4 separate regions of the Mus musculus genome follow, and all the other regions are linked to region 3. A link is a contact called in public promoter capture Hi-C and targeted proximity ligation data. All regions are on one chromosome and are shown on one strand. The core of a region is the stretch at or near the end of the contact, and the rest is flanking DNA. Distances in the headings are between cores, read along the strand shown.

Evidence for each region. Promoter capture Hi-C pulls out the DNA fragments that hold promoters and counts their contacts.
Region 1: a targeted proximity ligation map of forebrain shows a contact between it and region 3, with 7 times the contacts expected there. A contact is called at or near these places in 4 of 39 promoter capture datasets (the 3T3-L1 cell line, the C10 cell line and hippocampal neurons) and 2 of 130 datasets of targeted methods (forebrain and pancreatic cancer cells).
Region 2: a promoter capture Hi-C map of pre-B cells shows a contact between it and region 3, with 3 times the contacts expected there. A contact is called at or near these places in 4 of 39 promoter capture datasets (the 3T3-L1 cell line, the C10 cell line, liver and 1 more), 2 of 484 Hi-C or Micro-C datasets (CD4 T cells and rod photoreceptor) and 3 of 130 datasets of targeted methods (embryonic stem cells, forebrain and pancreatic cancer cells).
Region 4: a promoter capture Hi-C map of embryonic stem cells shows a contact between it and region 3, with 2.5 times the contacts expected there. A contact is called at or near these places in 2 of 39 promoter capture datasets (embryonic stem cells and pre-B cells).

Annotation. Positions count from the first base shown.
Region 1 is chr19:23,270,481-23,277,575 of GRCm38.p6, reverse strand. Smc5 (structural maintenance of chromosomes 5) reads left to right here and starts at 3,679. Exons shown (of 25, transcript NM_001252684.1): 1 at 3,679-3,942. The coding sequence starts at 3,758. It overlaps Gm33950 (a long non-coding RNA gene), which reads right to left and starts at 3,668. Exons shown (of 2, transcript XR_386613.2): 1 at 3,571-3,668; 2 at 3,217-3,352.
Region 2 is chr19:23,137,318-23,144,173 of GRCm38.p6, reverse strand. Klf9 (Kruppel-like factor 9) reads right to left here and starts at 2,948. Exons shown (of 2, transcript NM_010638.5): 1 at 1,915-2,948. The coding sequence starts at 2,419.
Region 3 is chr19:24,278,552-24,285,158 of GRCm38.p6, reverse strand. Fxn (frataxin) reads left to right here and starts at 4,569. Exons shown (of 5, transcript NM_008044.3): 1 at 4,569-4,752. The coding sequence starts at 4,594.
Region 4 is chr19:25,608,072-25,615,288 of GRCm38.p6, reverse strand. Dmrt3 (doublesex and mab-3 related transcription factor 3) reads right to left here and starts at 4,752. Exons shown (of 2, transcript NM_177360.3): 1 at 4,022-4,752. The coding sequence starts at 4,490.

The sequences.
Region 1 (7,095 bases), core at 2,430-4,929, 1.0 Mb after region 3:
TTGGTGCTAACTCAGGCGACAGACATTGACACAGACCCCAGCCGCAGCAGAACCATGGATACCGAATCCATCAGCAGTGTCTTCTTCTCTCCCATCGCGCCACTGTGTATTCCATCTTCTCCATCTCTTCATCACACATCCACCCATTATAGTGGTGCCCATGGTGGGCACTTGGGTGTCTTTCTTCTGGCTGCCCCAGGCCAGCAGGACAGGGGCAGGTGTTTCTCAAAGTAGTTCTTATCAATGGAATGAAAGACTCCTGATACAGCAAGACAAACGTGTATACTTTCGTGTGTGAGTGAAAAATTTAAAGCATATTTAAGAAGCATATGTTACTAAGTCTACCGGAGCATCTTTGGTTCACGATAATTTTCAATCACACAGAGTCTAACCGAAGATAATTATATAAATCAATAACAATAACAGTATTCAATGAAATTCTAATTACCTAAAATGATTTTATGAAAATGACATGAAAAGTAATATATCAAGTGATGATCAAATACAGTATAGATAATACAATGTCTGTGTGTATTGTATTATTTTTATCTTTGAGAAACAGAAGGAACTCACCATACATGTACAAGAAGACAGATATTAAAACTACACTAAGGCTAGAGAGATGGCTCAGCAGTTAAGTCCACTGACTGTTCTTCTAGAGGTTCTGTGTTCAATTCCCAGCAACCACACGGTAGCTCACAACCATCTGTGATGGGATCTGATGCCCTCTTCTGGTATGTCTGAAGACAGTGACAGTGTACTTACATACATAAAATAAATCTTTTTTTTTTAAACTACACTAAAATCTTAAGAATTAACTTGAATAAAGAAATTACAAGTTTTTTCCCTTTACAATTGTTTTCCTGTGTGCTCCCCAAGTTCCTATGCTTCATGGGAATTGTTTCTATGGTTGGATTTCTTTTTATTGTATGTATGGTGTTGTGTGAGTGAAAGCACACGTGTAAGAGTCAGAGGATACCTTCTAGGAATTGGTTCTCTCTTTCTACTGTGGGACCCCAGATTGCAGCAGATACATTTATGTGCTTCATCATCTTGCTGGTCCAACCTTATCCTTCTTTCAGGATGGTATCTGTTAGCTCTCAGACAGTTCCTATATATAGAAAAGCTCAACCTGGACTATAGAAGGATTCCTGGCATTTAGATAAAAAGCAGCATTCCTCTGGAACTCGTGAAATGCTTTGCTATCTCCCAAGGGAATCATTTCCCTTGCCACTGGCAGAAGGAACCTACGGCTGCACTGACCTGCACATCACAGTCCATGCTGGCCTCCAGGCTCCCCCGCCCCCCCTCACAGATGCTCATTATGCTTTCCCAACCCCCACACTAACATCTTGGCCCCTCTCACCTCCTACTCAGTCTCTTTAAAACCCTCATTCTCCCTGCCCTGCTTTCCTGGAGAGATGGTCTTGGCAGCTTGGAGTAAGCTTTTCCCTTCCAAGCACTGAGCGGCCATTTCAGTGGTTTCTTTACTGTGCTTTCTGATACAGTGGCAACCATGACGAGCCAGTTAAAACCCACAGTATGACTGTCTTTCTGCAGTCATCCAAATTTGGGGATTTGTTCCCAACTTTTAAGTTTAGAAACATAACTTTAACAGCATTCTAAAAGTCTCATCCTGGCACGAAATGGTAACGCTGGTCCCATTAACTCTTTAACTTTAATGGTGAAGCTCTTAAGTCCCACCATTGCTGGTTATATTCTTATTTGTCCATAGAATAAATTCCCTCATAACTAATTACTTGTTCAGAATCTGACTCTCCTCTCCTCCCTCCTTCTCCTTGATAGGATTTGTGATCTTCCTGGCCAGTATACTGAGTGTTGAGACTGCAGGCATACACCACCATGCCTGGCAACCTTTAAGTTCTTGAAGCCAAGAATATACCAGCTATGTGTAGAAGTACTAGCAGCATGGTATCCTAAGCACTGGGTCTTTTTATTTCTTCCTGTTACTTGAACATTTTACAAGGTATTCCTTAATTTTTACACACACACACACAGAGGCACACACACACATCAAGTACCCATAACAAGTTTATATGCTTTCTACAATGATTATGTTTTCTTTCATTTTAACTTTTACTGAGCAGATTCCATTTGTATGAGAGAAAGAAGCAGGGGCCTGCAAAAAGGAGTGTTGGTTCTAGTGGTCAAAAGAGGACTCTACTGCATGGGATTTCTAACTGGCCTCCCCAGGTCTCCTTTCAATGAGTTTTCCACACAGCAAGCAGAATGACTGAAAAGCTTTAATTAGATCACAGGCCTCTCCTACTTAAAACTATTTAATGGTTTATCTTTATTTCCCCATTACCCTAGTCTCTGGCCGGTTATTATTGGTTGGGTGAATGTTGCCTATGGGCTTCAGGGGCATAATCTTTGAAAGGGCTAATGAGATGAACATGGGCACAGGGAGGTAGAGCCATTCCTAAAGAAGCAGGGAATTTAAAGACCCTGAAAGGACCCCTATGGAAGATTTAAAGGAAGGATTGAAGAAAGCGAAGGGGATGGTAACCCCATAGGTAGACCAACAATATCAACTAACCTGAACCCCTAGGAGCTCCCAGAGAATAAGCCACCAACCAAAGAACATACATGGGCTGGTCCAAGGCCACCAGCACATATGTAGCAGAGAGCAGCCTTGTCTGGCCTTAGTGGAAGAGGATGTGCTTAGTCCTGCAGAGACTGGATGCCCCAGGGAGGGGGGATACCAAGGGAGAGGCACCCTCTCAGAGTCAAAGAGGAGGAGCGATGGGGGGGGGGGGGAAGAACTCTGGGGGGGGGAGAGAGACAACATTTGGGTTGTAAATAAGTGAAATGCTTAATTAAATAAAAGAAAGAAAGAAAAGAAAAAAGAAACCCTGAAGGGAGAGGCCATCTGGTGGCTGCACTGGAACTGGTGGCTGCACTAAGGAAGCAGAAGTAGTAAAAGTTCAAGACCAGCCTGGGCTCTCTAGTGAGTAGTAGTCCATCTAGAGCTATATAAAGAGTCTGTCTCAAATAAATAAATAAATGTATGTGCTGGGAGATAGCATGATGGCCCAGTGGTTAAGAGAACGGACTGCTATTCTAGAGGACCTGGGTTCCACTGTCTGTAACTCCGAGATCTGACACCCTCACACAGACATACATACATGCAGGCAAAACATCAATGCACATAAAATAAAAATAAATAAATTATACAATAAAAGGACTAGGAAGTGTGAGTGGGCAAGTAATTAATACACTCTTCACAATCTTGAGAGCATCAGATGGTTGTTAGTGCCATGCTTCCAACAACAGGCACAGTCAACAGGCATCTTTTCTTTGGAGTTCATTTGAGCACCAGGGAAGGAAACTGCAATGTAGAACATAAGACAGATGAAGCCTGGAGTTCTGGGAGGGACCGTTGCAAAGTAGTAACACACACACACACACACACACACACACACACACACACACACACACACACACACACACACACACGAGAAACACACAGAGACACACACAGAGACACACACAGAGACACATACACACACACACACACACACAGACACACACACACACACATCGCACCTCTGAGGCCACCGGGGAGCGTTGGTCGGGGCGTGGCCTCGGGTTTGCGGGGCGGAACCGCGCAAGCGCATCGGGGCCGCGGGGGCGGGGTCAGGCGGGGTCAGTTAGCGCGGGAGCCGGGCGCGGAGGCTCCTGGGCTGCGGCTCGCCGGGAACGGAAGCCGCTGCGGGACGCGGAGGAAGCCAGGATGGCGACTCCGAGCGGGAAGGCTGCTCCCCCCAACCCCCAGGTTTCCAAGCGGTCTCTCCCGAGAGATGCTTCCTCCGAGGTCCCGAGCAAGAGAAAGAACTCGAACCCGTTGCCGACGCTGCCGCGGCCGTCCGGGACCTTCGTCGAGGGCTCAATCGTCCGCATCGCCATGGAGAACTTCTTGTGAGTGGCGGCAGGCCGCGCTGGGCGGGAGCAAGCGGCCCGCAGGCCCGGGGCGGTGGGCTGTGCCCGGCGGTGGGGAACCTGTGCCAGGCTAACCCTGAGGCATTCCCTGCCTAGGCCACGAAGACTGGCCGTGTTGGCTGTAGTAGGCGTGTGGCCTGATGTTTTTATCCACCCAGTGGTTTTGGAAGGCGTCGGCTCTAGGCAGTAGATACGAAGGGGCCGGGTCTCTAGTTTGTTAATCTGCGAATCTCGATCTACCACGGACCTGTGCACTTCACAAAACTCGACAGTTACAGCAGAGTGGCAAATTTTAAAAAGTGTACACGATTTCCAGAATGGGCAGATGACATGGTAATGGTTGTTGATTGGAGATTAGAGTGTACCAAAGAAATTAAAAATCGTGTTCCCAGTTTTTGTACCTCCTTGCAGATTCTTGCCCCGTCCAATCCTCCTTTCTTCCTTGCCCCGACCCCAACTAGTTGAGTAGATTCTAAATGTTACCAGAAATATCATTATCTGTTTATCATCTTAGAGTTATCTTTTCGAGGTATTTTTTCTTAAATGTAGGCTTGCATAATTTATAGACCCTTAATAACAATACCATTTTTTTTTCAAGCAGTTGTGTATCAGGTGTTCGTTTGTTTTATTTACACATCGCTGCGTTTCTACCTGTCTTTGTTGATGACATAAACTCATGGCTATTGTTTTTTTGCCCCGGTCTGTATAGATTCTAATAGCAAAATTGCTAATTTGAATCCTGATCAGGAAAGGTAACTGTACTCAGCATGAGGTTATCTGCTGTAACTTATCTACCCAGGATTTCATGGGAGGCACAGACTGAAAAGGCTAAGTCCATCCCCAACCATCAGAGCTTTGTGAAGAAGATACTAAAGTAGAAAAGGAGGGAAGACGATTACCCAAAGAAGGAACTGCCTGAAAGCCAGTTTGTAATGTTTCGTGAGTGACCTTAGGTAGAATGTAAGAACATAGGTGAATAGAGGTTGGAAACGATTGTTCCGGCTTGTCTGTTACTATACTAAAGAACTCCAGCATCATCCTGCAGGCAGGCGGTCGGGAACCTGTGATTTTGAAAGGGTGCCAGATAGCAAGCAAGAATATTTAAAGTAAGAAAGCAAGAATGCAGAGCTGAAAGGGTTATTTGATAAGATCTGCCTATAGATTGTGAGGCCTGAGAGTGGAGGAGTGTGTCCTAGTTCTTCCCAAGTCTGGCTCTGGCTAACCAATCTGGTTATTCAAGAGAGAGTAGTGGGGGGGTGGAGTGGACGGAGAATAAATGATGAATGCAGTTGAGCGCCTCTGTCTTGAACTTTCCTGTGGGATAGCTAAGAGAGATGTATGCATGGAGTTTCTAAAGGCCTCGACGAGCTCAGAGAGAAAAGAATAAGTCACAGGCTTGGGAGTCCTGTGTATAGGTGGCTATTGATGTTACAGAAATCTTTGAAATTACAAAAAGGAAAATATAAATTGGAGGAATTAAAAAGTGTTTATTGAGGAACTGAAGGGGTCTGCAACCCTATAGGTGGAACAACAATATGAACTAACCAGTAACCCCCAGAGCTCGTGTCTCTAGCTGCATATGTAGCAGAAGATGGCCTAGTCAGCCATCATTGGGAAAAGAGGCCCCTTGGTATTGCAAACTTTATATGTCCCAGTATAGGGGAACACCAGGGCCAAGAAGTGGGAGTGAGTGGGTAGAGGATCAGGGCGGGGAAGGAAAGGGTATAGGGGACTTTCAGGATGGCATTTGAAATGTTAATGAAGAAAATATCTAATAAAAAATTGAAAAAAAAAGTCTTTATTGTAAGAATGAGAGAAGATGAGCGCAGAGATCTCCTGTACTGGAAGGTGAGCTGAGACTCACGGGGGACTCGTCAGAGAGGCTTAGTTAAAATAATCCTTGAAGTAACTGCTCCATTGAACTCGTAATGAGACCGAAGCCTCCTACATTGAGCAATTGGAAAAATGTTTTCCCTTTGATCAAGTAGTACAAAAGAAAACTTTTTAGACCAAGGAAGAAAAGCTTGGACCAAAACAGCAAAAAGAAAAAAAGTAGGTGAAAAATGCAGAGTTGGGTATGGTTTTGTTTATTTTAATAATATAAGATTTTAGATTTGGGGGGGTATATTCAGATTTTCTAGAGGAACAGAACTTATAGAATACATCTATATCCATATACAGAAAGGCTTCTTATTAGAATGGCTTACAGGCTTTGGTTCAGCTTGTCCAACAAAGGCTGTCTACCATTGACAGTGGCTCTAAGAAGCCAGTAGTTATTCTTACTTTGTCCATGACACTGGATGTCTCTGCTGGTCTTCAGAATCCCAGAGGTAGGCTCTTGATGCCAATGAAGAAATGGACTTGTCACTGAGAGCAAGAGGGGAAGCCAGCAGGCAAAGAGAACAAGCTTCCCTCTGTGTCCTTTATAGAGGCTTCCAGCAGAAAGTGTGGCCCGGAGTAAAGGTGGATCTTCACACCTCAGAAGATCTGGATGAAAAGTGGGTCTTCCCACTTCAAGTGGTTTAAGAAAAAAATCCCTCACAGGTCTACCCAGCTGCTTGGGTTTTAATTAATTCTAGATGTATTTAGGTTGACAACCAAGTTGTCACAGAACGAGTCTGAGAGAAGTGAGTCCCAAGCAAGTAGGGGGGCTAGCTAAGCTTAGAGAATTCAGATGGACTAGAGATAGGACAGGAGGTTGCTGTGAGCAAATTAAGTCAGATAGGTTGAGAGTAGAGGGAGAGTTATAAGCTAAAGGAAGCACAGATTAGTCAGGAAACTAGAAGAAATATATAATAGAATTTAGAGTTCTGAGTAGAGATAGAAAAAGGAGATAGGAAAAAGTTGAAACTAGGGCTGAGTTACAAAGCCTTTTTTTTTTTTTTTTTTTTTTTGGTTTTCCGAGACAGGGTTTCTCTGTATAGCCCTGGCTGTCCTGGAGCTCACTTTGTAGACCAGGCTGGCCTGGAACTCAGAAATCCGCCTGCCTCTGCCTCCCGAGTGCTGGGACTAAAGGCGTGCGCCACCACGCCCGGCTACAAAGCCTTTTAAGGTGTGTGTGTGTACAGGTGTACACACACATGCATGCACACACATATATAAAACCAGGAGTGGACATCATATGGCTTGGGG
Region 2 (6,856 bases), core at 1,699-4,198, 1.1 Mb after region 3:
AGCGCCAGAAACTCAACTTGGCATGCGCCTCCTCTCCAAAACACTTCAGGCATTATCTGTAGCGGCTGGCATTTTTGTCCACACTAGCAGTACTTATCCCCAACGCCCCCCCCCCCAAACATAAGTTAAGACCCCTGAAATCACCACACCACTAGAGCCAAAGGTATGACTGTAGCATTTTAAAATGGGAAGAACACCTACTTAATTTCCTTTTCAACTGTGATCGGTGTGAAAGGTTCTCCTGAAACAGCTGAGCTGTCGTGCCTTATGGAGAATTAAAGAGCAGCACGCATGCACGCACACATGAGCAGCCATTTCTATAAATGCCCGAGAAAAGCACTCAGCTGAAATGGCCCAGAATGCTGGGTATCTTCTGCTGAGCCACAGTAGGCACTGCGGGCCTCCCCACCTGCATCATCCACTGGGCAGTCCTCCTGAAGGAGAAAATGCCTTTGCTCAAGGTGGCCGTGGGTGTCCATGTGAGCCACTGAACCCTGGGAACATGGCTGACATGGCCAGGCCCGCCCAACAGCTGTGGAGAGTAACTCGCTGAGTTATTATACCTCTGTTCACCTCCCAGAGCCCTACTAAAGGTCACACCCCCCCACTGAGGGTACAGGCCTGTCCAACTGCTATTATAGAGTCAAACTTACAAAGGTGCAGTTTCATATGGCAACCTAGACGTGGACCCCAAACAGCACCTAGCTTTTCATTATCACTAGGAAATTTAAGATTTATTCTGATGCTGGCAGCCACCTCCCAGAGACTCACTTTCCAAAGGATAATAAAAAAGGGCAGGTGGCTACATAGTCTTTTCAATAGCAAACAAACCTGAAAATCCCACCGAGTATCATTTTGAAACCAAAGAAAGGTTCCGGACCTCTTCTACAAAATGCCAATGTCTCACACCAAACCCCTCAACACCTTTGGACACGATGCCAACAACTCTGAAACATGCGGTCTCAGGACAAGGTAAGGCCCGCTGCCTGATCATAACAACAGTTACAAACGACCCTTCCCTAGCTGACCTCAACACTTGTTCATATGTGAACGCCTTCCACCTTTTTCTAGGCATGTTTAACTAGAACCACCAGAGCTAGTTGACCAGGGTCCTACTAAGCTCCTAAAGCCAGTTCCCTAGAGCAGATGGTTTTACAGCCACGTTGGTGTGCTGCGTGGCCTACAGCTAAGAGGAACGCCCCCACACTCATCCGTGAGGCCTTGAACTCCAGCAAAGACCACACCTCTCTCCTAAGGCTTCAGGCATGAGACCAAATAAGTCACATGGGAACAGATCAGCACTGAATCACGTTCCTTAGGAAAGCTAACTAGTCAAGAAGTTAATCCACCATCCATTCCTTCATCAGTCTCCCCTGCAGCCTGAAGCAGTTTTATTTTAAACCTCTCAGGGGACTCTTAGCCAAATTTAAAACCACCTTGGCAAGCCCTGAAAAGTAGCCGCCATCCAGTTAAATGAGTCCTTAGTCATCCTAAAACGATTCACGCAGAGTGCGGCTCCCCTCCCAGGCCGACCCCTCCGTTGCAACCCCACCAGGGAATGGGATAAAAGCTGCGCCATTTGACTACCCTACCCCCCAGCGTCTCCCCAGGTGGGGCGACCCCGCAGCGGCGGGGTACGGAGTCCCGGGGGCGGGGCGGGTAAGGGAGGGGCGGGCCGGCTCCAGGCCGAGCCACGCAAGCCACTTGCTCAGAGCGGCGGTTGGGGGGGTGGGGGTGGGTTCGGGTGGCTCCTAAAGGTTGGAGCCAAGTAAGGAGAGAGTGCAGGAGTTAAGCAGCATCTTCTCCAAAATGTTTGCAGCCTCTAGGCCGAGTGCGGTGTCCTGGGCGCCCAGGAATGCTGGCCGGCCAAAGGTTAGCTAAAGCCCGAAGCGGGGGAGAGGCGACGCCGCTAACCTGTATGCACTCTGTAATGGGCTTTAAGATGGGAGGATTTTCCATAGACTTTCCCACAGCCACTGTAGGGGCACTTGTGCCTCTTTTCGGAGGCGTGTTTCCCCTTCGAAGCCACTCCAGAGTGGAGGAGGGAGAGTGGGCTGGGCGCGCTGCCAGAATCCTGTCTCTCCTCCGGGCTGTGGGAAGGACTCGACCCAGATTCGGTGGTCACGTCGCTGTCGGATCCTATATCCTCATCGGGACTCTCCAGACTGTCGCTGCACACCGAGGGGGTCTGGATGGGTCGGTATTTGTTGAGGTCCAACAAGCTCTTGGCGATAGTGACCAGCGTGCAATAATCCTTCCAGGTGTCCCCCGGGTCACCGTGTTCCTTGGTCACCTCGCGCTCAGGTAGTCGCAGCCGCTCGGCTTCCGGAGCGCCCCCGTGCTCCGGCACGGCGGCGCGGTTGGAGATGGAAACCAGACACTGGGCAGCCACGAAGTCCATGTAGGCGGCCGCGGACATGGTGCGGGCGACGGCAGCCCGGGCGGTGCGGCCAAACTTGAAGGTGGCTGCGGAGCTTCGGCTAGCCCTGCCCTGGCCTCGGACGACGAGCGCGGTGCGGCGCGGCCGAGGGGGCGGGGGCGCGGGAGCTTGCGACTCGCGGGAGCGCCGAGGCGACCTCAGCCCCTCATCTTTACGTAACCGGCAGCGCCTCCGCACGCAGCAGCCGCGGCCGGCTCCGCCGCTGTCGCCGCCGCCCTGCCCGGCGCCCCGCGCGATCCCACGATGGGCGCGCCCTCCTCGGAGAGATGCCACACGTGGCGGTCGCAAGTTTATTCGACTGCAAACGTGTCGGAGTCCCAGAGAAAGCCAACTGCGAGCCAGGCGCACGTCCTCGACCGCCTCTCCGCCGAGCTGACGCCCCGGGGCATCAGCCGAGTACGCGGACGAGGGGGGCCGGGGCTGAGTGGGGCTCCGCGCCTACGAGACACTTCTTCCCGCGTCCGCCGACGGCCGCTGAGCCCCTGGTCCTGCCGCGCCGCGCCTCTCCGGCATTCTCCAGCTCAGTAACAATTTCGCAGAATCCCATCACGTCACAATCCAGGCCCCCTCCAATTGGCCAGTGGGGAGGGTGATTCAACTCTGTTTACTTTCTCCCCCTGCCAGTCAGAAGGGCCCTTCGGTGGAGAGGTGCGTCTAGAACTACGGCGCGCGGCCAATCCGACCGTTCCGTTCCGCCGCCGCGTGCTGCCCCTCCAGCCCCGAACGCTGACATTTAAAAGGGAAACTGCTCGGAGCCCGGCAACCAGCGGCTGCGCATCCCCGCAGATGCCGCCCAGACCGCGCGCGCGCCTACGCCTCCCGGCCCACGTGCCAGCTGGCGTGGCTTGGGAACGCTTCTCCCCTAGGCAGTTACGCCCATCCCTAGGGACGAAACAGAACTTCAACTTCGGGTTCCCAGCCCTCAAACAGTTAAGTGACTTCCTGCAAACGCTACAGTCCCAGCAACCAGGCTTCCAATCAAAAGTAAGTTGGTTGATGTCACTGGCATTGGCTCAGCCAATCAGAAGGGCGTTCCAAAAGGAAGCGCCCGACACTTGTAAACCTGCGGAGCAGAAGTGAATCGGACAGATCTTTTCATATTTGTGTTGCTGGTGCTAACTCTAAAATATAGATGGAAGGACGGGGTGCTTAATAAACTAAGTGTGAGTCAAATTTTAAACCCTCGATATGGCAGGCCACGTTGTCCAAGGACAGACTCGGATGAGACAGCATCAATTCGTTCTTGTTTGGAATGCAGCACTTAGATGTTTAAAAGTTCTTTCACCCCACACATTAACCAAGAGAAATTCATCTAAAATTTTTCACAGCTAACAAAAGATCCGGTTCCGTATTAAATGGTTCTTACACAAAAGCACCGCCATCTTGGCATTTTGCTAAACCTCCTACTTCCTTGGGCGCCTTTGACTCTAAATTCGCTCTGTCTTGAAGCTATCTTAACCCATAAACTGAGACCAATAAGACATTGCATTTGCATAACTTGAAAAAATCCTTTTCTTTGTAGGGACTCCTCCCTGTTCCTGCTGGGCAAGCCTTTCCTTCCTCTTGCTTCACAATTGTAGAGAACAAGACTGGTCTACCTTATCAGGTAGACGACCGCAGAACTCAAAAAAAAAAAAAAAAAAAAAAAAAAAAAGCACAGGGTTCCCGATTCCTGACTCTGCTTTAGAGGAGCCACCCCTGTGAAATATTAACTGTGTTAAATAGTCCTGAGAACTGGAATCATCCAGAGAGCCTTAACAACTGAATCTTGTGGCTTTACTTGGTCAACAATTAGTGTGGGGTTGGGAGTCTGATGAACTCAGTGTGCTTCTTCCTGAGATGAGTGCTGGGTTGTTTTCCATCATGATAGCTAAGGATCTACAGCAGGGCATACAGTCAACACTGCGGGTTTACAATCCCTCCATTGCCTGGCGGTGGTGGTGCACGCCTTTGATCCCAGCACTCGGGAGGCAGAGGCAGGCGGATTTCTGAGTTCGAGGCCAGCCTGGTCTACAGAGTGAGTTCCAGGACAGCCAGGGCTACACAGAGAAACCCTGTCTCGAACCCCCCCCCAAAAAAAATCCCTCCATTTATCCTGAGTATGAAAGGCACTTTTTCTCTATGAGACACTAACTTCACAATATCTAACCCCAACTTTCCCACTCGTGGTTAACCCTTAATGTTTTGGATACCTCCACCGGGTTCTCTGGGGGGGTCTCAGAAGAACCCTTCCAGTTTGAAGGGTAGGGTAAATTATTTTGACTTTTAAAGTTATGCAGGAAAGACACCACACAAGGTCATTTCCTGGGAAAAGAACAAATATAACAGGAAGTGCTAACCCATGGAGAAATATCACTGCCATCACATCACATCATGAGAGTACAGAGGACATGCTTCATGCAGGACCCAGGCCCAAGACCCTTATGACATCCATGTGATATATATATATATATATATATATATATATATATATATATATATGTATATGATTCATATATAGATATAGAGAGAATATGTACAATAGTGTATAGCAGGGAAGCCATCTTGGAAATCTTGCCTTTTTGGGGGGTTTTTTGAGACAGGGTTTCTCTGTGTATCCTTGGCTGTCCTGGAATTCACTCTGTAGACCAGGCTGGCCTCGAACTCAGAAATCCCCCTGCCTCTGCCTCCCAAGTGTTGGGATTAAAGGTGTGCACCACCACTGTCCAGCACATTCTGATAATCTTTTTTTTAAACATTTACCTATTTATTTTATGTATATGAGTACACTAAAGCCATACAGATGGTTATGAGCCACCATGTGGTTTGCTGGGATTTGAACTCAGGACCTCTGGAAGAGCAGTCAGTGCTCTTAACCACTGAGCCATCTCTCCAGCCCACATTCTGATAATCTTAATTTTAGAAAAGAATTCACTGGTGCTGGCTATGATGGTGCAGACCAGAAGTCCCAGTACTCAGGAGACTGAGGCACGATGGAACATTTGAGGCATTTGAGGAGGCTACAGAGTGAGATCCTGTCTCAAAAAAAAAAAAAAAAAGAAAGAAAGAAAAAGAAAAGAAAAAGAAAAAGAAAAGAAAAGGAAAAAAGAAAAGCATAAAAACATGAAGGAAAAAAAGAAAGAAAAGGAGGAAAGGGAAGGATTGGTTCTGCCTAATTTTGATTTTTTTTTTTACCCCCTAGGATAAAGTCTGTCCCTAGGAATTTGCACCTCTGCCTGCCTCCCTAGGGCACAGCATAGATGGGATCAGTTGAAGAGCCTCATGGTCAAAGGCCTACACAGCCTCCCACACTTGTATTTCCACTGGTATTAGTTTCACTCATGAAGTCTCCTCAGGCCTCGGCCTGAAAGGCTACCAAAGATTAAGGGCAGGTTATTCTCTGAGAAGGAGCCTCTATCTTCCCTTAAAGACTCTGAGTTTGAATACACTAACCTCAGGGTTTTTTAAATGCAAACTTTAACTTCCCTTACATCTAGCTGCCTTCTTTCTAGTGCCCTTTAGCTTCATAGGATCCCGACTACACTCTCTCAATACTCCCAATTCAGTTATAAAGAACACCAAGAAAGCAGATCTCATCCATGTGAATTTCTCTTATGGATCTGCAAGCATAGTTGTTGTAGAAAGTCCCTTCAAAGTCGGCAATTCTGCCATTGTACCCCGTGCTCCCCTTCTCTGACCATTCATTCCTGGTAATGAACTAAGTGTGAGGGGATACCAAAACACAAAGGGAGTCTGTCCTCTATAGGATGATAGCTACATGCACATGTTACGAATCATACGTGTGTTTGATAGATAACACAGAGCACCAGAAGTGGTATTTCCCACATCATGACTTTTTTCCTTGTATTTTTAAACAATATTTTCTATCTGTATTGAAATGTACTATAATAGTTTTATGATTAAAACCAGCTAATGCTATTTAGCCAGCATGTTGTTATCTCAATTAAATGTTGGGCAAAATATCCTGTTAATATTATGGCACATAAATCTAAGAGGTCCGCTTTCCCAAGTTAGTCTTCATTCATTTCTACTCCAAATACTCCCACCCAGGGGAACAAGAGAACCCAAAGATTGTAACTGTTTCTAGTACATGTTATTTTCCTTTGCACAGTCTCCCTACCCTATGCTGTATCTTCCAAGTTCCCATGGCTATGGCTTATTAGCCTGTAGCCAGAACAGTGAGCCTTGTTTACAAGGCTTCCCAGTAGAATTAATGTGAAGGCTATAAGGCCTCTTCTGCCTTAAATGAGATCTGTGACCTCACTTCACCTCTCCCAGCCATTTTCTTATCTGCGGACTGGACTGATAGGATTAGATTTAACACAGTTGCAGTCTCTTCAGACTCCCGAGATGCAGGGGTTTATAAAAATTCCTAGAGGCCAGGGTGGGCCTGTAGAATGTCACACCTGTAGTACC
Region 3 (6,607 bases), core at 3,320-5,819:
TGACTTGTAGGGCTAGTAAGGAACAGAAAGGTGTGTTGTGCCGGCTAGTTTTGTCAACTTGGCACAACCCAGGATCATCTGGGAAGAGGGAACTTCAACTGAGAAAATGCCTGCATCAAACAGGTCTGTGGGTAAATCTTTAGGGCATTTTCTTGATTACTGATTGATGAGACCCACGGAGTGTTTTCTGTGCTCTGCAGTCATGGGTATAGAACTTGCCTCTTAAATACCACCAAGACTAGCCACCTGACCATGTGTGTGACCCACACTTGAGGATTTCCATTTCTCACAAGCTGTTTATTCTGTCTTTATGTAAAGCCCTAAGGCATTTGCTCTATTTGACAGTGAGGAAACTGAAACTCTGAGAAATGAGAAATAGAGCCAGTCATGGAGGTGTGTGCCTATAACTCCAGCACTCAGGAGCTGGAGGCAAGCGAACAGGGAATTCCAAGCCAGCCTGGGCTTCCTAGCAAGACCCTGACTCAAAAAAACTAACTATAAATAAGAACCAAGTTTGAAGGAATTTGGACAATGTCATGAAAATTATCTCAAACTTGGAAGTAAGAAAAAGAGATTGCTGTAAGTCTATAGCTCAAACTTGCACAAAGAAACTGAAGGGGACAATTTTGCCCCAGACACTCCAAGAGACGATATTGCAGTGTCTAGAAACATTAGAGTATAGCAACTTAATCTGGAGTGGGCACTACTGCCACCTAGTGGTTGGAGTCTAGGATTGCTGCTGAAACTCAGACTGGGGCAACCCCACAGCAAGGAGGTCAAAGGGTCATCATTGAGAAATCCTCAAGGAGAGCATGACCACACTTGACCTATGACTGACTACTAGTTGTGTCTCCAGCACATCAACATGTAGAGCGCTGTTTTCAGGCCTTTGACTTCTGACTCGGCAGCTACCCCAGGCAGTACAACGTGTGTGGAGTCTGCAGCAATTGGGTCTTCTTGTCAAGTTCTGGTGGACAGTCGGGAGCAATGACAATAGTCTGTATTGTTGGGGAGACTGTTTGAACCTCTCTTACCAACAGCTTGTGGGGAGGTAGCTTACACTTGGCTTGTTTTTCTTTATGTGGTGTCGAACCCACAGCTTTGTACTATTGAGTTAGAGCCCTAACCTTACCCTCTCTTCATAAATACAGATATACACTGGATTTGGGGTCGTATGACCTTATACAACCTTAGTCACTTCTTTCAAGGTTCTGGATGCAAATACAGTTTGGTCAGAATGTATTGGGGAATGAGATTTTCTGCAGGGAACTTGAAGGACATTTCAGCTCATTATATATCTCTATTTCATTGTTAACATCTGCAGGGCAGGTGGTCCTGAGTTGTATAAAAAGCAGGCTAAGCAAGTCATTTGGAGCAAGCTAGTAAGCAGCACTCCCCCGGGACACACACACACCAAAACACACCCCCGCCCATGGTCTCTGTTTCGTTTCCTGCTGAGTTCCTGTCCTGAACTCCCTTGTGTGTCCATGAGAAGCATGCTTCTCACCTGTTGAATGCTGTGCTGTACAGATACAGCAGCTGAGCCCACAAAGCCATGTGTATTTCTATCACAGCACAGAGCTTCCTTGAGGGACAGCTGCTACATCTATGCCAACTCCTTAATCAATACAAGCCACCCTCTAAGGCTGATATCTCAGAGCTGAGGATGGGGCTCAAAGATGGAGCACTTGCCATACATGCCGAATGTGGTGACAGACACATTTAAACCCAGCACTTGAGAGGCAGAGGCAGATGAATTTCTGTGAGTCTGACGCCAGCCTGGTCTACAGAGCAAGTTCCAGGTCAGTCAGGATTGTATAGTGAGACCTTGTCTCAAAAAGCAAACAACAACAACAACAAAATCCACAAATAAATAACATGTTGTTCCAACCACACCACCTGCCTCTATCTTTGTGACCCCTCAGATAAATCTCCAAGAATAATTTTGGTTTTGTAGAGATGAGAGCCCTCTCCCAAATGCTGACTCCTAGGACCCCAAGGCATGCTGCTGGAAGTCAGGCCCAGCAAATAAGCCCAACCTCCTCTCTTCTGGGCATCACACATTTCATAGTTAGCAATTATTATTTAAATTAGTGCTGTTTCTTACCTATTCTCAAAAACACTCATATCAGTTAACTGATTCACACACTTTATTAATCAGTAGGGGTTTTGGGGTTTTTTATTTTCTATTTTTTTATTTTTTTAGGTTTAGTTTAGTTTTTGGTTTTCTGAGACAGGGGTTCTCTGTGTAATTCTGACTGTTCTGGAACTCGATCTGTAGACCAGGCTGACCTCGAACTCACAGAGATCTGCCTACCTCTGCCTCCTGAGTGCTGGGATTAAAGGCATGCGCCGCCACCACCACCTGGCATGAGTCAATTCTATGTTAAGCTCACAGCAGTGTATCAGAGGCATGCCAGAGTTTGGATACTGAGTGCTACCAGTCTCCTGGGACACAAGGAGCTGTTCCCAGCTCCTCAGTAAACAGCGCTATGTCCTTGGCAGATGTTAGGGAGGAACACCTTGAACTTCTCTGATCTATAAGTAAATGAACAGGCTTACAGTCCCCCATCGTGGAAGTCATTGTTTTGGGAATATGTGCAACATCACTTCCGACCGGAATAGCTATCACTGGAACTTTCCATGCCTCTTCACCAGAACGTGCCCCTCCCTGGTACTGGCTTCTGTGGTTTGAATGCTTTTGTCAACTCCATGAATTCTTCTTGAGACCCTTAACACACACACACACACACACACACACACACACACACACACACACCAGTATTGGAAGATGTTGCCTTTGGATGGGTCTGGGTCATGAGGGCTCAACCCTTGCTATACACAGGGCTTGTTGGAGGCCTTTCTGTTGTGTGAGGAACAGCATTCTTCTCTTCCTCTCCAGAGGATCCATTTCTGTTCTTTATAATCTAACCAGCCTCAGGCAGTACATTACAGCAGCACAGAATGGACCATGATGCTGACCGGTAGCGTAGCCCTCACTGTTTTGCAGACTATTGGCTTCCATGGATGGGCACATGATCCCAGAGAGCCAGTTAGAGCTGTGATATTGAAACTAAGAAAAACTCCTTTTCTAAGACAGAGGGTGTAAGAGCCCTCGGACCAGAAATCAGGAAGCCAGGGTTCTAACTCCCCTTCAATCAGGGGGGAGTCACTTAATATGTCAGGGCTTCCAATTCCATATCTGAAAATTAGCTACAGGTCAGAGAGGGAGAAGGAGAGGAAGGAAGGAGAGAGAGAAAGAGAGAGGGGGAGGGTTGCATTAGCAGTCACTACAAACTTCCCCTTTCCTTTGTGGCTTTTTGTGGGAAATCAGAAGCAATAGTATCCCAAGTCAGGTGGTACATGGAGGATGTTCTTAAACGCTTTGCTGCTGACCGCTGCTGTCATTCAATCCTTCTTGAGACCCTGGAGGCAAAAGACTCCTCTGACACTGTCTCTTAACTCTTGAAGCTCAGAGTTCTCCAGTGTCATAATGGCAACCCGAGACAATGCACAGACTCCTTCTCACACTGACATAAAAGCCAGGAGAACTACCAGGAGTGTGAGGAACCTGTTGGGGCTGCTGGGGGGGAAAAAAAAAAAAACAGCTATGAGGAGAACCAATCACCAGTCCTGACTACTCCTCATCCAAGAAGCATTCGGGTACTTCAGCCGGGCACTTCCTTATTCCTACTGTTGTTTCAGAATCCCATACATGTATACAATGTGTTTTCGATCAAACTCACCTGCCACTCCCAACTCCTACCGAACCACCCCACCCCTCCTCCCAATTTTATGTTCCTTTTTAAATTTTTATTTATTTATGTGTTTATTTGTTTATTTACTTATTTATTTTGACTAGGTCTCACTATGTAGCTCCGGCTGTTCTGAAACTCACTATGTAGCTCAAGCTGGCCTCGAACTCCATATACCTGACTCTGCCTCTCGGGTGCTGGGATTAAAGGTGTACACTACCACCGCTCTGAATTTTTTTTTTTTTAAACCGACTCCACTTAGCCCTAACAGTGTATACAGTGTAGGACCATCCCCATGGAGCTAGGACAGCCAATCAGAGGCCATATCCCAGAAGAAAACTCACCCTCCCTCATCCTATAGCCATCAGCAACCAATAGTTCCTCGGCTGAGCCTGGGGCTACGGAAGCCCCTCCTCCATTCATGCTGCCTGGTACTTCTATTGCCTAAGAGATGCGGAATTTGAGATGATCGGGCAGTTGAAGCTAGCTGTTAGAACTAGTTTTGTTTTGTTTTTTAAGCAAAGCTATTTTGATCACCAGCGTATCTTCAGAATCACCCACTACCACTCTGTAAAATTGTTGTCAGCGAATAAACTTGCAGGGGTCAGTGTTTACACACTAGTGCTGCCCAAGGGATACGTTGCGAGTTTGGCGCAGAGCAGGTTCTGGGTTCTGGTTAAAGGTCTGCACAGGGCTGTAGTGCTGGACCTGCGCGCAGGAGCCCAGCCGCGGCGCTCGGGGGGGGGGGGGGGCGGGGGGGGGCGGGGGGGGGGCACGGCCACCAGGTGGCACCACCGAGTCCTCGCGCGGGGCGGAGCGGCCGCGGAGCTGGAGTAGCATGTGGGCGTTCGGAGGTCGCGCAGCCGTGGGCTTGCTGCCCCGGACGGCGTCCCGGGCCTCCGCCTGGGTCGGGAACCCGCGCTGGAGGGAACCGATCGTAACCTGCGGCCGCCGAGGCCTACATGTCACAGTCAACGCCGGCGCCACCCGCCACGCCGTGAGTACGCGCTTCGCCGGGCCGCACACCGGAGCGCAGGCCGCGCCCGCCCCTATGCCGGGGACGCGCAGCGCGCACGCGCCGAGTCGCTCTGGTTGCGCGCGCGTTTGGGTGCAGGGCGCGCGCGGTGTTTGCGCGGGCTTCGGACCTTGGCGGTGGGGATGGGAAAAGACGAGTTTCCGTAATTAACACAGGATGTATAGCGTGTGCAGCAGGGCGTGTTTATTATTGTGTGCACTCCGAAGTTGCCTTTTTCAGGGCGTGAGACTAATGGGGTTGTGGAGTTGCTCTGAGCAGGGCTTTTTGTTGCTTGTTTGCCTCACTCTGTATCCCTGGCTAGCCTAGGATTGGCTGAGTACCCCAAAGTGGCTTCAATCCTGTGATCCTCCTGCCTCCTCTCTGCTGGGATCACAGGTGTAGCAGCAGAGCCCTAGAGTCCAGCTTTTGGAAAATGAGGGGATCTTGGTTCCACGTTCTGACTGCGCGGCGCTGGAGAGCCCTGTGACCTTGGGGAGACCCTAACTGTCTGGGGGCAGGGCTTGGCTTTCTGTTCCGAGGAGATTAAAGGGTAACACCCATTTTGCGATTTTGGCGGGAGAATTAAACTGTATTCGCAAAGGCCTTAGCACTTCAGATAAGTCTCGGTTCTTAGTAGATGCAAAGAACAGAATCTGTTACTCCGTGGCTTGAAAAGACAGCAGTAGGGTGAAGGAAGGCTTTCCGGAGAGGGCCGTGATAGATGCCAAAGAACGGGTCTGGGGAGCATTCTAGGAAGGGGAGAGCTATGGACAAAGGTGGAGTAGGCTGTGGGATAATAATGTCTACAGGTTTAAACCCAGCTTAGGATTCTTGAGGTCCTGTCATTAAAATAAAAAACAATAATAAAAATAGGGCTAGCTTTGTAGCTCAGCAGTGACATGGTCACTTAGCGTTCAAGAGTTCTTGGGTTCTTTCTATAACACTGAAAAAGAAAGTTTAAAAACAAAACAAACAAAAGTGGACTGGTCAGAGAGAGAGACGGCTAGGGTTTGAAGGGCCGAACCTGTAACCCATGCTTCCTCAAACACTTTCTTGGATGTTTACTGCCCTGTTCTTCCCTTGCCTGGCGCCTGACAGCTGGGCTCCAGTTGCAGCTGTGCACTTTGGATTTCTGCATCTCTGAGAGCCTGAGCAACTTTGTCTTTGGCATCTCCGTTTCCTCGCCTGTACAATGCAAATACAGTCGGTCCATCTTTATGCTCAGAGTCTGTTCTCAGTGGCTCAATATCGTTTACGGTCCCCAGTTGTCTACCCTGATGCTCCTACAGTCACTTTGAAAGCGGCAGACTGGCCAAAAGCGCAAGGCTCATGGAAGGTGTCCCCTCCCGGCCGTTGTCCAACAAGGCTTGATTCCGCTGTCACGGAGTGAGCAGATATTCAGTCTCTTCAGCGAAATGCCTGTTTGCGTCGATGTACCTGTGGGAGACTTTGTCGTTTGAAAGTGGTCCCCAAGCCTAGAGCCACAGTAAACATAGTAAGATTGTGGAATGGCTTGCAAAGAAAATGTATGAAAGAAACACCTCACTCAGGTGGGCAGTGGTGGCACAGGCCTTTAATCCCAGTACTTGGGAGGCAGAGGCAGGCGGATTTCTGAGTTCGAGGCCAGCCTGGTCTACAGAGTGAGTTCCAGGACAGCCAGGGCTACACAGAGAAACCTTGTCTCGAGAAAAAAAAAAAAAAAAAAAAGAAAGAAAGAAAGAAAGAAAGAAAGAAAAAAAGAAACACCTCACTTCAGCATGAGTTATAAGTGTTCTTGCTTCAAGTTCAAAGCTGACAAACCAATAATATATAATAAATAAAGTGTCTTTAGACAGAC
Region 4 (7,217 bases), core at 3,503-6,002, 1.3 Mb before region 3:
TTTTTTTTTTGTTTTCTCAATTCACAGGTAGACACTCCAGGTGACTTGTAATTGTTCCCAGCTCCTTCCTTGCCCTGGGTGTACAATCCTGTACACAGGAACCCTCAATGCAAATACCTGAGTATGTCTCTTTGGAGAATTAAAAGGGAAAGGGAAAAGAATTAAAATGAAGGAAGCAGACTGGGCAATCTAAACCACGCTGGAGCTGGCAGCCCAGAGCAGTCACGAAGGGGCTTCAGCAGGAGGCAAAATAAAGTCAGCTTTCTGAAATCCATCGACCTCTCCCTCTCCTCTCCCTTTCCCTCTCCCTCTCCCTCTACCCCCTCCCTCTCCCTCTCTCTCTTCCTCCCTCTCCCTCTCCCTCTCTCTCTGCCTTGTCTGCCTCTCTCAGAATTAAAGGCCATCTTACTCTCCTATCCAATCCTCCTCTTCAGTCTCCAACCAAATGTCCTTTAAGAGCATTTAAATTATACATACAAACATATATAATATACCCACATATATATATCAGCTATTTAAATTCAATTCTATTAAATTAAACTCAAGTGTATTTATTTTACATATATATATATGGTGTACATGTGGAATCTATATATTTATGTGCTATCTCACACACACACACACACACACACACACACACACACACACACGGTATATCTGCCATATGGCAGATACACACCAAGGAAGATTCCACAGCCACTGATCTTTCCTTCCCAGGGACCCGGGCCTATGGCCACCCAAGTCCGTCCTCTAGAGGGAAAGTTTGCGGTAAGGTAGCAAATGTGGCTTAGCTTCCCGCCTTGGCCATGACCCTTAACTTCCCTCAGATCCAGAGCCCCTGGTTTGATTAAGACTCCCAAGTCAGAAGCTCACACAGCTGCAAAAGGTTAAGACTCCCTGAGCTGTTTTCATGGGGAGGGGCGGGGGGGGGGAGGGTAGGGGAGGTGACACAAAGGTAAGAGCAGAATACGTGGGGCTGCATAGTATCTATAGCAAAGGGTAACTTAGAAATTGGAGCGCAATCGAAATCTCATTTAATTACATCAGAGATGACTGGCAGAAGAAGGCTGTAATAAAAATTTTTTTCAATCCCTAGTTGAAACAGCCAGTAGAATCTTCTTAAACTCACGTTGAAAACAATGCTCAAACATTCCTTTAAGACATCTGAAAGAGAGCTTAGGAAAAGATTCCCTCCAGTTAGAAAACTGGTGTTCATGTCTCTTCCCTGAACTACATGGGCTTTCTCCCATGATGCCTAGCCAACATCCTTCTTAAGGCCTGTGCTTCCCTCAAATATTCGGAGAAGAAACAGATTCCCTCCGCCTGCTGGTGCTCCACCGGCACCGGTCTTCAAGAACACAGCGATGTGTGGGAGGCCCCTCTGCCTGCAAACAAGCCAAGCCGACTTGCAAAACCCAATGTGACAAACAAGCCAAGCCGACTTGCAAACCCTAATGTAACAAAGGAGCAGACCTAAATGGTCTGCTAGCAGTTTCTAGACTCAGAGACTGCTGCTGAGCACTGGTCATGGCCCTTCCACCCCAATGGGGTCACACTTCCTCTCTGGGAGGAATGGACTAACTTCTACAGGAAGCAATACTAACTTCTATAAGCGTCTAAAGATGATGAAGCCCCACATACAAACACATCACAAAAAACCGCACAGCAAGGCAGCAACAGGCAGTCTCAACCAGGAGTTTTTAACTTGGCTGCCCCCCTCCCAACGGAGTTGCTTTTCAAAACACATGCTGCAGAGAGGAATCTTATTTGTGTTCCTGGCTGAAAAACTGTAAATCAGCTTGTTTTTAGAACTCTCTCTCAAGCCAAGTGTTTTTGGGTTTTTTGTTTGTTTTTTTCCTTAAAGGAACGCAATTGATAAACGAAAACAAAAGTTGGTTGGCGAATGTGCAAGGTATGTGGTGTGACCAGCTGGAAACTGAACCCCTGGTCCCACACAGCTCAGTCTCCAGCAGGCTGTCTCCTCCTCCTCCTCTTCTTCTTCCTCCTCCCCTCCTTCCTCCTCCTTCCCCTCCTCCTCCTCTTCTTGTTTTTTCCCCCTCTCTCTCAATTACTTGTTCTCAATTTGGAAGGCTCAGGCTACTTCTGAGTAGCTCGTGAACATAGAAGGAGAGAAATCCTGCACCGTGCCTGGTTAGCACCCTTGAAATTCTTTGCCCCTTTTAATTCTCCTAAGGCTTGGGCCCTCCTGCCTCAACTTGGCCTCCTCAATGCCCTCATCCACCCCCTTTTCTCCTTGCTTTGGGTTTTGTTGGCTCTTTATACATTTTGGCTATGGAGAAGGACAACCCGTTGAGAACCACGCGATGCTAAAGGAGTCCCCTCTTGGACAGAGACCACAGAACTCAAGGTTAGTGCTCTTTAAGAGCTGCTGATAGGCAGCTGGGCACTGTAAAATAGCAAGTTGAATTTTTAACTCGACCTCTTCTTCTCTAGTCCAGGGGACTCCCAGAGCCAGGAAAACCAGGAACGGAAAATTAAAAGTGGGTAGCATGGAATTCTGGGACTAAGACCAAACACCCCTTCTTGTTCTCAGGACAAGCCCTCCTCCCACAATAGGCTCTAGTTTCTCTACTGTCAAATCCACAAATATAAGATGAGGGTCGTGGGGCGGTGCTTCTGAGACATGCTTATATGTTCCTTGTTAAATAGCCACAAAACCCAGCCAGCAAACTGCTTTCTGAACTTCAGGCCTACCGGGCACAATTGAGCCAGAAGGTAGGACAAACTGGCCAAGCTACCTACCACCTCACCACACACCAACAGTGAGTAGCCCCCCCAGACCCCCAGTTCAGCACAGTGCTCTGGGGTTCTCTGAAGAAGAGCAAGAGCTGTCATTGAGCAGCTGAGAAAGTAGAGACAGAGGCTCTAGCTACCAGAAAAACTACGGACCTTTCACTCCTAATTCCAGTACACCCCATTCCGAAGGAGATGGGCCTGTCTCCTTTGTACGTTTACCCAGTGAAGGGGAAACACCAAACTCCATTGAATTCCGGTTGCCAGGAGGCTGCGAGCGGCCAGGAGTAAAGCTAGAGGTTCCTCGGAGGAAAGAGAGGAAGAGGCTTAAAATAGGGGCAGCCGGACTCAGGGACTCAGGAAAGAGCCAGAAAGAGAGAACTAAGTAGAAACCGGGGTCTGCCCACTGTCAGGGCTCAGAACCCTGTTAACCCATCCCCAAAATCAGAGCATATCTGAACAGCGGGAAGCTAGATGGCCAGAAAGCCCCTCATTATTTCAGGCCAGGCCAACCCCGCAAAATCCTGGAAAGGCACTTGCTAGGTTTTCTCCACTGTAGGCCAAGTTTTGGTTTTAATTTCTTCACACCACAGCAGCCCGGGAAATGGCAATAAAGGACCAAAGAAGTAGTTCAGCAAAAGAGAGTTAAGTAGCTTCACTTTGGAGCCTTTTCCTTAGAGTTCTTAAAAGGCGCCTTTTTTTTTTTTTTTTTTTTCAAATTCTAAGTCTTGAGGCCTCTTAGCCTGGCTAAAAAAAACAAAACGACTCCTAGTTCCTTTAAGTAAGAGACAAAACGCCTGTTCCGGACCAAGCCAAGAATCACCTAGAAACAGCAAAGCACTGGGCCCTGACTGCTAGCCAGCACCTACTTACCCCCTCGCTCCAAGTGAGAGCCCCCACCCGTCTAAAACCCGCAGCCCGGATAACCCTCCTCATTGTGGTGTGTTTAAAGTCGGTCTTCCCCAAGACATCATTTTATTTTTAAAATTGACCTGCTATGTTCCCTTTCAACCCGGGGAAAGCCTCTGACGATAGGGACACAGCCAGGCGATCTGGTTGGCCCCTCTGGCGGGCTCCTGGGTTCCATCGGCTTCAGACTCTCGAGACCCCCTTTCCGGGAGAGTAAGAACCGGTGCCTGGTGGGGGTGGGGCAGGTCCAACCAGGTCCACTTCCCACAAACTTGTCTTCGGCCTTCCCCCACGATCCCGAAGAGCCCTCGAAGCTCCCTCATTCGGAGCGCGACCCCAGCGCCGCAGACGCTCTCACCTGGTTTAGCAAGCTGCGCTGGCAGCGTCCCGGGCTGGGGCTCCGCGACCCAGCGCAGCGCGGCGGCCGCGGCCAACTCCGCGGTGGGACGAGGCGGCGCGGGCGGCTGGGACGCTTGGGAGGCTGGCGACGACTGCGAGGCGGTAGCGGCGGTGGCCGCAGCGTCCCCCGGCGGCGGGGGCCCTGGCAGAGCCCGCAGCGAGTCCGGGATGAGGCTCTCCAGGCTCTCGTTGGCCTGCTGCCTGCGCAGCGCCACCTGCGCCGCCATCACCCGCTGCCGCTCGATGATCAGGATGCACTTCTCGCAGGTGCAGTCCTTGAAGCGACAGTAGCGCTTGTGGCCCTTGAGCCAGGACAGCACCCCGTGGTTCCGGCAGCGCGCGCACTTGGGCGTGCGCTGCAAGGGCGCCCGCGGCGGCTGCGACACCGGGCCGCCCATGTACAGGTAGGGGGAGCCGTAGCCGTTCATGCCCAGGGCTCCCCCCGGCCGGCGGCGGGAGCTGGAGCACAGAGCTCGGAGGCCCGCTCTCGGGAGGCCCCGGAAGGTCCGCGGCGGCCGGAGCTACGGCAGCAGTCTCCCCGGCTCCGATGGCGCTCGCAGCCCGCCGGTACCCACGCGTGCCGCCTCTCTGCCCGCCGCTCTCGGGGCGCAGGCTCCACCCGCAGGTCCTCCCACGCTGAGGCTCTCCAGCAGCTGCAAGGAGCCGGGGAGAGCTCTGATTACGGTCTGAGCCACTTCCTTCCCTGGTCCCTTCCTCGCAGACTGGACCCAGCACCTCCTCCGCCACCCTCCCCCCCCAGTCCCTCCTCCCTCCCGCCGCCACCCCCCCCCCAATCGGGGTCCCAGCCTCCTTGCGCTCCCCACGCGCTTTCCTCCTCCCTGGCAGGCACCCCTCGGGTTCCTGCACCTCACCTTCCCCGCCACCTGCAGCCTGGCCTCTCAGGCGGGGGCGCTCACAGCCCCCTCTGCCAAGCGCTCTGTTACCCCTTCCTGAGCCGGGAGGGACTGCGCCGCTGCGGTACCGCGGGAGCGCTGGGCGGACCGGGTGTGGGGCGGGGGACGATGGGGAGGGGGGTGGGTGTTTGTAAGCCAGCCGGCAGGCCTCTCCCCTACCCTCTCACGTCGCTCCAGCACTGGCCTCGAAGCACTGAGCCCTAGACCGCTTTCCTTCCCACCCTTGGCCTCAGCCATTCGGAGCTTGCGAGGGAATTGAGGGTACTCCGCAGGTCGGCCCCGGGAGAACCGGGTTTCAAGAACCGGAAAGTCTCCACCTGGCAAGAGGAATCAAAAGAGGGGTAGTAGTGATTCGGGAATTCTTCGCTTGGTTTTGCAATCTAGTTTCTTTTTCATTGCTACAGAAGAAAAATGAGTATTTTTTTTTTTAATCTGTCAGGCTTCAGGAAGACAACTCGTTTTATAGGGTAACTTCAATTTTCTACTTAACCTCCTCTTGTCTTTAAAATAAACAATCTCTGCCTTGAATGACCTCTCTGCCTTGGACTGCCAAGTGCTCTCTTGGATGTTTTTCTTAAGCACTGTTTAAACTTTCCGAGGGTGTAGGGAGAAGACACATTAGTGGCCCCAAAGTTACCTGGTATTTTGTTCACGCAAAGGCCACTGAATCAGCCAAGGTCCGGAATTGCCCAGTTCAAATCCCCACAGACGCTGTGTTTTACTTAAGAATAAGGAATAGACCCTACTCGTAACAATCTTTGCGTGACGATGAAGAGTCTCCTGTATAACCTTAGACTGCATAAGCCTTTTTTTTTTACAGCATAAATTTCGTTTATACTCTTTGCTTGTTTTCAGTATTGGTTTGTCCAATGTCGAGTATTACTACGTACGTGTAGAGAAGGCTGCCTTTTTTCACTCAACCAAGAAAACAACCGAACAAAAATCAAGGCATAAAGTAGGCTCAGGACCGCTTTAACAACTCAGTGGGAAGGAGCCAACGGAAGTCCCGGACGGTCTTTTAGCGGCCCCTGGGAACGTGCGCTCCGCTTCTTACTGTGTGGGTGAAAGTTAACGTAAACGGGTCTGCTGCGGTACCTGACTCCTGAACTGCACAGAGACCATAGTCTCTTTCTGGAGGTCGCTTTCCAGTGCCCAGCCCTACCGCCAGCCAAGGAAGAGAGCATCGCTGGCAATCTTGAGTTTGCTGTGAATTCTAGGACTGTGTCGTCCGAGGTTCAAGCAGCAAGCTCTCTGCCCAGAAGAGTGATTTGGAACCGGGAGAGAGCTTTGAACGCGGAATATAAATGTAGCTTTGTACCTTTTTTCCCCCTCGATGCCCTTAGCTACTCGGGTTTCAGGTGCGTGGAGGAGTTGATAGTTGTTCCGGGCTGACCTGCTGGGACTGGAAAGGAACCCCTTGCACACGAATGCTATCTCCAAGATAATTTCCCCAAAACTGCACGGAACCAGTACCCCTGGCTTTTGCCCTTTTCCCCCCACCCTTCTAACCTGGCCTCTTTCCACCCTTGGTCAGAAAAACAAGTTTCTAACTCTACAACTAGTAGGACTTTTGTAAATTGTGGAGACGGGGCACAAGGGTCACGCGTTGATCTTTGGGCCCCGAAACAGGGGGGAAAGGTACAGAAATCACTTTTTATGCTCTGCGAATGGCACGAATCTGGGAACTTGTACTGTTTCAATCTGAAATCTGTGCGTCTAAGAAAGACGAGGACCACGGACTTTTATCGAAGCTGAATTTCTCTTTAAATGGTCAGGGAAACAGATCAGGAAAATAAGAGTAACTAGTTTCTCTGGGGAAAGAGAGCAGCAGAGTTCTGCACCAGGTTTTTAGGGGACATTTTCATTCTCAAAGCAATCCCCTTTCCTTCCTGGGTCACCTAGCCACCCTATCCCAGTGCCACTCACACACTCTGGTATTATTTGGTACTGGGCCCCGTTTCACTCCAGTGCACATCGAGGGCCGAGATCTAAATACTCATTTGATATAGCGCGGTAATCCTTTTCTCATATTTGATGGGAATGTTTTCCATATCCCAGTATTTGACAACATCTCCCTATAGGGACAGGTTTGTATTTATGTTGGTAAAATGTCCCCTGCCTCAAAGTCTATTGTAACCCAACACCTGACAACCCCGAGTCCCATTTCTGTTTGCAGAAAGGGTTTATTCAAGCACATAATGGGATCCCAGCAGAAAGCCTTTCAGAACAAGGGGCTATGGT